2 separate regions of the Mus musculus genome follow, and region 1 is linked to region 2. The links are chromatin contacts, called in public ChIA-PET maps. All regions are on one chromosome and are shown on one strand. Each heading gives the region's core, a stretch centred on a gene start, on an enhancer-like site or on the middle of the called end of the contact. The rest is flanking DNA. Distances are from core to core; before and after follow the strand shown. Region 1 holds the start of Sdhaf4 (succinate dehydrogenase complex assembly factor 4). Region 2 overlaps Smap1 (small ArfGAP 1).

What was found. ChIA-PET counts read pairs in DNA pulled down with a chosen protein or histone mark.
Region 1: an RNA polymerase II ChIA-PET map of memory CD8 T cells shows a contact between it and region 2, with 11 read pairs. The contact joins the promoter of Sdhaf4 here to the enhancer-like site in region 2. A contact is called at or near these places in 7 of 39 promoter capture datasets (cranial neural crest, embryonic stem cells, fetal liver and 3 more), 7 of 115 datasets of contacts at active chromatin or transcription factors (bone marrow-derived macrophages, fetal liver, intestinal villus epithelium and 4 more) and 5 of 9 other capture datasets (adipose tissue, embryonic stem cells, liver and 2 more).

The regions. Positions count from the first base shown.
Region 1 is chr1:24,003,598-24,009,971 of GRCm38.p6, reverse strand. It overlaps Sdhaf4 (succinate dehydrogenase complex assembly factor 4), which reads left to right and starts at 4,332. Exons shown (of 3, transcript NM_026503.3): 1 at 4,332-4,426. The coding sequence starts at 4,372.
Region 2 is chr1:23,879,559-23,885,133 of GRCm38.p6, reverse strand. All of the region lies in intron 2 of Smap1 (small ArfGAP 1), which reads left to right. Among named protein-coding and RNA genes, the nearest start is that of Smap1, 40 kb to the left of the region's middle. Within about 2 kb of position 1,628, at least 8 of the 459 cell types and tissues checked have an H3K27ac peak or open chromatin away from gene starts, as enhancers often do. A contact at or near this core is called in memory CD8 T cells, where this site is marked.

The DNA.
Region 1 (6,374 bases), core at 3,083-5,582, 120 kb before region 2:
GCATAAACTGACCAGTCTGTAGTTGTAAGATCTTGGGCAAATCCTTTGACTTAAAACAATCATTTCGACCTCATCTGTAAGAACAGGTAGAACGGTACCAATTGCACACCAAACTCAGATTTTGATCTTTGACTTGTAAATGACCTTGCCATTGAGCATTGCCAACTGCTCTCAGGAAGAGACAGGTGTCACCAATGAAGCGTGTAAAGTGTGCCCTCACCTGATCTCTGTCATCCACTGTGGGTATCATTTGCTTCTTTAGTGATCAGTCTAACAATTAGGGTCAGAACCATCACTTCTATATTCAGTAACAGTGTCTTAGTTATTGTTACTAAGTGTTAAGCATCACTTAAAAAGAAAACCTTTACTTGGGAACTTGCCTAACAGTCTTAGAGGGTTAGTCTGTGATCCTCATGGCAGGAAGCAGACAGGCATGATGCTAAATCTGGCGTGAGCTTTTTGAAACCTCAGAGCCCACCCCTAGTAACACGTCCTGCAAAACCACACATCCTAGTCCTTCCCAAGACAGCTCCACCACCTAGGGAGTAGACATTCAGACAGACAAGCCCGTGGGTGGGTCATCCTCATTCAAATCACCACATTTCACTCCCTGACCCCCGTAGCCTTAGCCATATCACAATGCAAAATATATTCTGTCCAGCTTTAAAAGTCTCCAGTCTTTCAGTCTCAATACTGTCTCAAGGAAATCTCTTAACTAACCCCCATGTAAAAGCAGAAAGCAAATCACATACTCCAGCATATAATGGCACAGAATATACATCCCCGTTCTACAGAGGACGAGACAGTGAAGAGTCAAAGCACACTCCATATCCTGTGTCCTTTGGCAAAGGACTTAGATGACTCTTCTTACCTCCATCCCTGCTGACAGCAACTTTAATCTCTTGGGCTGATTCTACAGCTTTTCTTGACAGGGCACACATCTCTAGGATCACCAAACCAATCCAGGCTTCACCTCCACAGCGTCACAAAATGGCTGGTCTCTGGTAGCCCCATACCAGGACTCCCCTGCTACAAGCCTAGCCTTTTAATTGTGGAGGAAGATAATCCCTTTTTGTTCTTTTTTCTTTTTTTATTTTAAACTCCAGATTTTATTCCCCTCCTGGTTCACCCTCTGACTGTTCCACATCCCACACCTCCCCATTCCCCTGTCTCCACTTGGATACCCCTGCCCCCCACCCCACCAGACCTCTAAACTCTGTGGGGCCTCCAGTCTCTTGAGGGTTAGATGCATCTTCTCTGACTGAACCCAGACCCGGTATCCTCTGCTGTATATGTGTTGGGGGTCTCATATCAGCTGGTGTATGCTGTCTGTTTGGTGGTACAGTGTTTGAGAGATCTTGGGGAACCAGATTAAGACTCCTGGTTCTCCTACAGGGTCACCATTCCCCTTAGTTTCTTCCAGTTTTTCCCTGGTTCAACCACAGGGCTCAGCAGCTTCTTTTGTCCATTGCTTGGGTGCAAATATCTGCATCTGACTCTTTTAGCTGCTTGTTGGGTCTTCTGGAGAGCAGTCATGATAGCTCTCTTTTTTGTGAGGGCTCCATACCCTTGGTATTAGTGTCAAGCCTTGGAGCCTCCCCTTGAGCTGGATCCCACTTTAGGCCTGTCACTGGACCTTCTTTTCCTCAGGCTCCTCTACATTTCCATCCCCATAATTCTTTCAGACAGGAACAATTATGGGTCAGAGTTTTGACTGTGGGATGGCAACCCCATCCCTCACTTGATGCCCTGTCTTCTTGCTGGAGGTGGGCTCTATAAGTTCCCGCTCCCCAGTGTAGGGCATTTTATCTAAGGTCCTTCTCTTTGAGTCTTGAGAGTCTCTCACCTCCCAGGTCTCTGGTACATTCTGAAGGGTCCCCACAACCTCCTACCTCCAGAGGTTGCCTGTTTCCATTCTTTCTGCTGGCCCTCAGGGATTTCAGTCCTTCCCCTGACCCAATAACTGATCATGTTCCCCTCTCCACCCCTCCCCATCCCTTTTCCCTCGAAGGTCCCTCCGTTCCCCGTTGTGGTTGCTTTCCTCTCACTTGGGCCCTTCAGCTTGTTGACCTTTTTGTGTTCTGTGGGCTTCAGTATTCAGCGCTTTTTTTTTTTTTCCGGTTAGTATCCACTTATTAGTGAGTACATACCATGCATGTCCTTTAGAGTCCGAGTTACCTCACTCAGGTGATACATTGCCCAAGCCTTGTGTAGCTGGAGCAGAATTACAGGCATTTCACAACACTGGTACAGTGGGCCATAGCAGGCAGTGACAGGGTATGGTAGATTGTTTCTTCAAGTGGAAAGTAAAACATCGGAAGTGTCTAAGAAGTAACCGGGGTGTTTCCCCACTCTACTCTCGGGACTCTTTCAACCCAAGTTGATCTCTCAAGACTGATTTTTGGAGTATATGACATCTTTTAGGGACAGCACATCCAAGTATTTGATCACCTGGTTCCAAACCCCAATCAGCCCATCATCCTAGAAGGCCAGTGCCTGGAAGATGGAATAATTGATACGATCAGTGGATCCTCTCAATAGCAGTCCCCTGATTTACATCCACAGGAAAAAGTTCTTTTGATATGCAATTTGTGTAGGACACTTTATGTAGTACAAAGCATTCACTAGGGCCACAGGTGAACTGTATGAAAGGAAAGATAACCAGGAAAACAGTTTGTTATGAAAGATAATGCAGTAAGGGTGTACCTGGTGCTAACATGCCAAGGTGTGCCCCTGAGAATTTATACCATGCAATAGATCTCCTATTGGGGGTGGGGGGAGAAGGGGAGTAAGGACCTGGAGAAGGGTAGAGGCAGACATGTAGACGGTGGGAGCAGAGCTATGAGCGCAGAGAAGAGGATGGAGCACAGAGAAGGACAGAAAGGAATGTGGGAGCAGAGCTGGAGGTAGTAGCAGGGGAAGACAAGCTGTTGCTAGGTCCCTGGGAGGCGTCTAGTGGAATCGCCTATAATCTAACACAGTTCAAACATAATTATTTAAGAGCAAGTTGCTACCTTCATAATTGGATAGGTGAATTGATTCTCTTGAAGTCAGCTCTGTCTCCCAGGCTGCTTAATACTATAGTGCAGGTTGAGAGCTGGTAAGATGGCTCAGGAGTTAGGAATATGGGCTGCTCTTTCAGAGGACCTGAGTTCCATTCCTAGTAACCACATGGTGACTCAGGACTATCTATAGAGGGATCTGATAACCTCTTCTGGCATGCAGGTGTACATGTAGACAGCACTCCTGCATTAAAAACAAAAAATACAAACAACACAAAACCACTCTAGTGATGAAAGACACAGATCAAGTCAGTCACGAGTTGCTAAGTTAGTGGTGCTAGCCAGTAAGTCCTGGGAGGAGAAAGACAGTTCAATGTACATTGGTGCCTTTGTTCTTATCACTGTGGCTATTGTATTAATGGAGCCACTGAGAAACACAGCTGTGCTAGGAGGAAGGTGAGGTGATCAAGGTGTTCTTGGGGGTCAGCACTCTTGACCGCAAGATGGGAATTTAATGGACCACTCGTCTGACCAGCTATGAGTTTGGTTTGTTTTCTAATAATGGGGGGAAACTTTTAGCTGTCATATTTCAAGGGTTTTAAGCTCAATATTTTTAAAAGATCTCTTTTGTACGAGTGCTTTGCTGGTATGATGTAAGTATGTTTGCAATGTATGTTTGTATGTATGCAAGTTTGCATGCCATGTGTATGCCTAGTGCCAACAAAGTCCAGAAGAGTGTGTCAGACATTCCGGAATTGGGGTTAGAAACTAGTTGCCATGTTGGTGCTGGGAATAGAACCCAGGTCCTCTGAAAGAGAAGCCATCTCTCCAGCCTGTGTTTTAAAATAATTTCTAACAGATCCCTGTCATGGAACAATCTCAATAATCAATTCACATGACAATATTTGAACGTACTAAAATTTTTTCAAAATGTGGGAATCTTCAATCTAATTAAATGTTTTATGTTAGGTATTTTTAACTACAGATTTATGGAGCAATTAAATTAGGGTGATTCAAGTTTCCATCTCTGTATTGGACTTTGAACTTCCCTCCTTAAAGCATCATACACTAAGGTGGTGTGAACTCTAGAATTTATTACTTTCGTGCAGGCTTTTGGTTTTGTCTTTTAAGTCCATCGGAATAGCTAAGAGCGCTGCCCAGGTACTGCGCAGGACCAAGGGCGAGGACTTGTGAGGACAAGGCACTGCAGGATTACCCGAGGCAGTTGAGCAGTTGAGGATTTCCAGGGACACAACGAAGCTCCGCCCTTCTCTGCCCTCGTTGACGCCTGCGCAGAGGGCGCGGGCTCCCCTGTGGAGCGCCCCTCCCACCTTGGTGCGCGTGCGCAGACGCTGTGGGAGCCGGCGCAATGGTCTCCACGACCCTTTCCGTTTCACGGATGACTTTCGTCTGGAGAGCAGCAAGTAAGGCCATCCGCCCGGGGTCCTGAGAGTTGGGGGCCCGCGTGGGAAGCCGAGTTCCGAAATGCGAGGGCGCAGGCGCGGAGACGCTGCCGCGGTGGCTACAGAAGCATTAGCGGTGCTTGGCGTAGGGTTTTCGAAAAGCGCCTCGCTCTTAGATGCGGCTAGAAAAATACGGAAAAGACCAGTGTCATTAATTTACAGGTTTATTTACATCAAGAATAATTTATACCCGGACAAGGGACGCATGCCTATAGACCCAGCACTAGGCTGGCAGAGGCATGAGGATCTCTGAGTTCAAGGTCAGCCTGGTTCAAACGTTGGGGAAGTGCACACGTAGAGCAAAGAACAAAATAAAAATTTCACAAAGCCAAGAACTGTTAGAAGAGATGCCCTCGTCTTTCTGTAGAAGCTAAAGTTTTCAGAACTATTGCATTCTTTCTCAATATACCCCTCAATTATCATATCAAAGAGCACGCAGAATGCAAGTTTACTTGATGATAACCCTGAGAAGTTTTGTAAACCAAAGACAGAATTACTGCTTTCATAACAAGTGGCCTGGTTTTTATTTTACTTTTTAATGTTTCCCTTCACATATTTAATACCTGTTGGCTGCTAAAATCTTAAATGATCTGTGAGAATTATAGAAACCGAAAGGGTCGCTCCAAATCCTTATTACTGTTTATCCAGCATTCCAGTGTTTTGAAACAAAAGAAACATTAACAAACCCGTGTACAAATGTGATAGACCTTTTCCATTAAGTGCCTGTATGAGGTTTTCTTCCTGGAAAGGATTTTATGCTGATTGTATTCATTGCTTTTTCTAACAACTCACAGTTCAAGATCATACCACCCTGAAATGTACCCTCGTGGATACTTGGACAATTCTAGAAACATCAGTATAGGCTGCTACACCTGCTGGTGTGTGTTTCCCCATGCCCCAGCACAATGGATCCTTAATGGATGCTGATTTAATGATTCTGCTGTCAGGATCAGGGCAAGCCAGGTGCTTCCTTAGTCAAGGGATTGAAATTAAAACCCATACTGATTATAAAGTAGCAAGGACACTTTATTTAAACCAGAGTGAAGGAGGCCTGATTCGTTGCCTCTGGTCTTTTATGGAGCTACAGGAAGAGGATAAGAGTAAGGGGCATATAGCTTGGGCGGTTTGCACTCTGATTGATATTTTAGGCAGCATTATCAATTTTGTGTATGTTCCTTCCCATAATGCATCTGACTTCAATAATACACCTGCCAAAATTGGCATGACATAGTAAATAAAAGATTTTCCTTAAAGAAAAAATACACTTTTTTGGCTCAGTTTATCTTACTGAATGTTTTACTGGCTGGTTTTGTGCGCCAACTTGACACAAGCTGGAGTTATCACAGAGGAAAGAGCCTCCCTTGAGGAAATGTCTCCATGAGATCCAGCTGTAAGGCATTTTCTCAATTAGTGATCAAGGGTGCGAGGGCCCATTGTGGGTGGTGCCATCCCTGGGCTGGTAGCCTTGGGTTCTATAAGAAAGCAAGCTGAGCAAGCCAGGGGAAGAAAGCCAGTAAGAAACACCCCTCCATGGCCTCTGCATCAGCTCCTGCTTCCTGACCTGCTTGAGTTCCAGTCCTGACTTCCTTGGTGATGAACAGCAGTATGGAAGTGTAAGCTGAATAAACCCTTTCCTCCCCAACTTGCTTCTTGGTCTTGATGTTTGTGTAGGAATAGAAACCCTGACTAAGACAGTGAGTAAGCACCAAAACCCAGTATAGGCCAGATGGGCCTTTCTGGCCCTGTATTGGAACATGGGGAGAGTACAAATGAATAGAATCTGTCTAGGTTTGTTATTTAGAGAAGAGAAAAATCCCATTGTCCAAAGATGGATGTACATACATCCTGGTGTTTGGAGGTATCTTATGTCACTAAGAGGTTGTTAGGTGCATCTCTTGGAGAAAAGTAT
Region 2 (5,575 bases), core at 379-2,878:
CCATTTGATGAACTGGGATCCCTTTGTGAGGAAAAGGAGAAAGTGGCAAACTCCCGCTTGCTCTTGCTGCCATGCCTTCTCTGAGTCAGTCCTTGGAATGATTGTCAGGAGTGAACCCTCTGCCTGCCCATAGTCCACAGTCTTTGCCCAGCATTTTGTCACAAGGAGTCAAGTCTGAATTTTTAGATAAGAGCTGCTATCTGTCTTTTGAAGTTGCTTTTTATTCAGATCTAAAGGTCTATCATTCTTGTTGTAAGAATGCTCAGAAATGCCAACTTGATACCATGGCATTTCATTAGTTTATTTACTACTTAAAACAATTGCCATGTCACAGAGAAGGATTCACAGAGCTTGACAAACTTTACCAGTGTTGGCCCTGGTGGAGGCAGAGCAAACATCTCTCACTGTAGAGTTCCCTTGTGTCAATTTCCAATCAAATCCTCCAAGGACAAACACTATACTGATTTCTGTCTACAAATTAGTTCCTTAGGGATATTTTTGGGTACCCCGTGGTGGGTATAAAAACCTGTATAAAAACAGCATTCCAATAGGTCACTCATGAAAAAGTGTGAGTCCATCAAAGTCTAGCTTGGGGAAGCAGTGTATTTAATGGACTTACTGATAAAGAGTACAGGCTAGAGTTGACTTGCAGGAGCCTGGGTGTGTCCCCCAAATACTACAAGTAGAAACTCTTACCCCAGCATAGTGAGTTCTCCCCTATAGCTGCATAGGGGTGTTGTAATGGAGGGAGTGATAGAAATCTGGTGCCGGTCTAGTGACTCTTCCCTTTCATTTTCTGTTAGGGAATGCTCAGAGCCAACAAGCCAGATCTGGGGTGTCTCTTGCAAGAGTTGCAACTGCTCTGATGCAGATGACAGCTCTTGGCTCAGGGACAGCACTGTGCATAAATTGAAACCTGTGTCTTGGAAGTCATTCCTATATAGTCTTCATTCAGATTTGGAAAAGTGATGGTTGCAATATGGTTTAATGTTCTGTAATTAGAATAAAGGCTTTTTGATGTAAAAATAGTTAGGTATTTATTAATCAAAGTAAGAGAAGTAATTTCACCACATTTAAATGTACTCTGTGTCACCTTTATGGTCACTATTACCACTCCCATGATACTCATATAATCATGAGTACTATTTTCAAAGATGCTAATCTTTTTTAAAAATGCTTTACCAAAAGATCTAACCAGACCCGAGTCCAGTTAAACTATTAAGTTTGAGGTATATATGGTTTTTATAAAATGTAGCCACTTAGAAAGTAATATCTAAGGGTTACTTATTTACTGCTATTAGATATGCCATATTCTCATCACTCACTCACACACACACACACACACACACACACACACACACACACACACACACACACACACACACTGTATGTTCTTTCAGTTTTTTTTAAAGACATCTCCTGAACATGGTGTTTTAGAGTTATTGACTGCTTGTTTTTAAATAAATAGTTTTTATCAAAATGTATTTTTGTTACTGAATAAATAAAGTTACCTGTGTTTAAAAACTTGAGATTCTTTTAATGTGGTTTAGGGTTAGATTGAGTGTCTCTGAGTGTGAGCTTGTCAGGTTTTGCGTTTGTTTGTTTGAACACAGTTCTCACTGTGCTTCTTGGCTGGCTTGGAACTCACCGTGTAGACCAGGCTCCCCTCTAGTTCATGGAGAAAGATGGACTTAACTCTGTCTCCACCTGCTGAGATTAAAGCATGGATGCCTATGCCCAGCCTGTTGTCATGGACTTTTCAAATTTTTGGAGAGGATTAATTTTTGTATGATTAATAAACATATCTTTCACATTTGATTTTTAATGTATTAATTTTTAAGTTTACCCATTGTCTATGAATCATTCCTTATTCATTTTAATCTTTTCAGTATCTATATTGCATTTGAACAGTGAACAATGTCCTTGTTATTAAGAAATGATACTGCCAAGGTTTTTAGCTTCTTCAAAACTTTGCACTGAGTAAAACAAGTCTATCATTACTAGCATAGTTTGTGTCAAGACTAACTAGCAGCTAGAAGTACATAGTTGAGATTTACTGTTGAGTGAGCAAGTAGAGATGAGTATGACTATCCCATTCCTCAGATTATCTCACTGTAAGCTTAGTCCTCTCTGGTTAGCACTGTAGCTTGAAAACATTTTCAGTAATTACCTGTGAATGAGAAAGTCACTCATCACTCTTAGCAATATGACTTAGCTTTCCTCAGAAGTGTAATCTAACCTCAAAGGATACACTTTTTTCTTGTCTTAGTTCAAAAGAATGTGGCAGGATGCTCAGGCTAGATGTGAAGGATGGGTGTTCCTTCTCATGCTGAAAGAAATATTCTTAGTAGATAATTTGAGTGCTTATATTTTCTGGCATAAGACAGAAAGATAATTCGCTAAATGTGTATAGATTTCTATTATTATCTAGTTATTGGTAAGAAAACTTATTATGAGGTAAATTGGTAGCCTTTGCTTCACTTGCCTGCCTCAATACCAACTTTAAGTCTCAGAGGAAGTGTTGTGACCAGCAAGGTGGCTCGGAGGGTCAGGACACTTGCTGAGCCTGCTGATGGACCTCCACATAGGTGGGCAGGCGGATGCCTGCCTGCACACATGGACACATTAACACTTTTTTAAAAGGACAGATTACTGCTTTGGAAGCCAAAATTATGGGATTCTATCAGTGTTTATCAGATATAAAATTTATTTCACAAGTAAATATTCAACATGATAGAACAAGACAACAAATAAAAGACATACTCAAAAATGGAGAACAACAACTGTGCTGTTTTCCCGGGCTTTAATTTGAATTGCCAGTTAGGCTAAGTACAATAATGGTATAGCATTGGAAATGTAAATGAGCTAAATACCTAATAAAAAATGAAAAAAAAAAAAAAAAAAGAATGGCTCAAAAAGTGTAGATAAGTAACCGAGCAATGTCACTGTGCTAAAGTAGCAACTAAACTGTAGGTGTTCCTCGTGGTTAGGGTTCTGCTGTGCCCGTCTTCAGCTGTCAGGCCATGGGGGTAAAAGGTAGAGGTAAAGTCTCAGTACAGACGATGGAGACTTCTCCCCCCACCCCCAATACACTTCTTTAGGTTTTCATTACTTACCTTTCATTATTTTCATTTCTTACCTACCTTCTTACCCACCTGTCATCCATGCATCCATCCATGCATCCATCCATGCATCCAGCCATCCATTTATGTCTGTTTAAAAATGTTCATTGTTGTGCAATAAAACAGCATATAGTTGATGGAAACACATTATTTCTTGTGGTATTTCTGTCACCTTTAAAGTTAAAATCCTTGAGTTAAGTTAGATGGTAGATGCAGTTGTAGCACTGTGGAGGTTGAGGCAGGAAGATCTAGTGAAAGGCCAGCTCCCAGTTACATAGTAGACATCCAGGCCAGCAAAGCTTTCCATTTAAAAAGTTTTAGATGAAAGTGGAGGTATGTGACTATTTCCTTTCATGTAATTTCTGCAAAGGAAAAGTATATTAAATAAAATTTTTAAAACATAGTTGTATTCATCTAGTATTTTTGAATTAAACTGGTCGTCACTTTTTTCACTGAGTGTGCAGCAGATGTGGCACTGCTAATCTTACTGCTGCTGCAGCTTTCTTCTTATTGATGCTCTGGTAAATTCTCTACATTTGTATGTTTGAATTGTATGTAGCTTTAAATATAAACTGAATTTCTCAATGACAGGAATGTCTATATTTGCTATGCTTGTTCAGTAATATGTTTAATCTTTTTAGACTTGTAATGTGACTTATCTTATATATCAAATATTCATTTTCTAACTCTAATAATATCACTTTCTTTTGAATAACTTTTTTTATATTTTAAATTTAAAGCAATTCAACCTTCTTTTGCATCTCCATTTTTGGGTGTCTTTTTCATTTGTTGTCTTAACTAACCTGGACCTCCAAGATCTCTCAGACACTGAGCCACCAATCAGGAAGCATACGCTAGCTGGTACAAGGCCCCCGACACATACATACCCTGTAAAACTTTTAAAACATCAAATTGTTGAATATAGGTTTTGTTTTTCATGCTAAACTAAGACTGTTTTGTACTTATGGCATCTCAGAAATAGAAGAGCTTCATCCATATTACATTTTGACAACAGTATATCAGAGCATAGATGTTTTCTGGCTATTAAATTTACATAACAAAATTTGAAGTTAATATTCAGTTATAGTAGGTTTTGGTTTTTCTTTTTGAAATTGAATCTGAAGTAATATGTGGCTTTCTGCTGGTGTTGTCACTTGTACTAAGTAATGGGTTATATTGAAAAACTAAAACAAAGACTAAAAAAAGGTCACAATCCTTTTAGTAGCCGGTTAAGGGATTCTTCAATGTTGTTTATTGTTGTATAAATGAGTACAGTGTGAATTTAAGATGGTATTGGGATTTGAATCGTGAACCCAACAAAGCTTCATATCTTAAAGAACAGATGGAATCCAATGGCAAAGGTAAACACCATTAACTTTAAAGTAGAACATACTTTATATCATAACTATGATCCTCAATATTGCTGTTTTTATGAGCATGAATGGACATTGACTTTGTATTTAATATGACCTTGTAGTCTTCTGTTAACATTTGTTAGAATCAGTGCATTCTGTTTACCAAATACCTGACTTTTGTGCTTTTAAAGTCTTAATTTTATGTTAATGTCTTAAAACATGTCTTTTAAAGTCTTCTTAATAAGAATATTGACTTATTATCCAACTTCTCCATTTTTCACATTTAAGTCTGGGTGAAATTGAAAAAGCTATTGAGAGGGAATGATACAACCCCACTAAGGCAGGATTATATTCAAAATACTTAGTACACTTGAATTTTTGATGGCTTGAATATAAGTATTTCTCCTCTTAGAAAAGTGAAAACGAGTGTGGGGAAACTGTGTTTTTCAGAACTATGTCGGTACTTACAGTCTGGCAGGATTACTAGAACCTAGATGGTAAAAGTAAAGAACTCATTATAACCCCTAGTGAACATTTCCTCCTGGTTACAAATAAGTAAAATGACAATGCTTGCTTTTTCTCTTAGTTTTTTCCCATTTATTTATTAGGGGTAGAATGGGCATGAGGTGCCAGGCAGTGGGACAGGCACAGCAGGTTCTCGCTCAGTCCTTTTCATCATTGTACACATGTTCAGATCATACTCGGAAAATTTCACTGCTTTTTTTTCTTCTTCTTTATTTACACAACAACTGTAACTGTTGTCTTCCTAGGTAGTGGGGTTGGGTTTGGGTTTGGTTTTTCTCTTTCTACCATGTTGGTTTTGGGGATCTCTCTCAGGTAAAAAAGGTTTGCAGCAGACACTTACACCCACTGAGCCATTTTTTAGTCCTAATGCTTTCTCTTGAGAAACATACCATTTATTGTCTCCCTTGTGCCCTCTCCCCAAATGGCCATCTTCCACCAGCTCAGGAAAACTGAAGTATTTGCCAAAGAGCAAGCAACTGAAATTTTCCTTTTCTGTCAGTTCTTTTTCTAAAGCTTTGCGGATGAGAGACTAAAGAACAGTATTTTAATAGCAGTAGTGCAGTTTTAACAGTG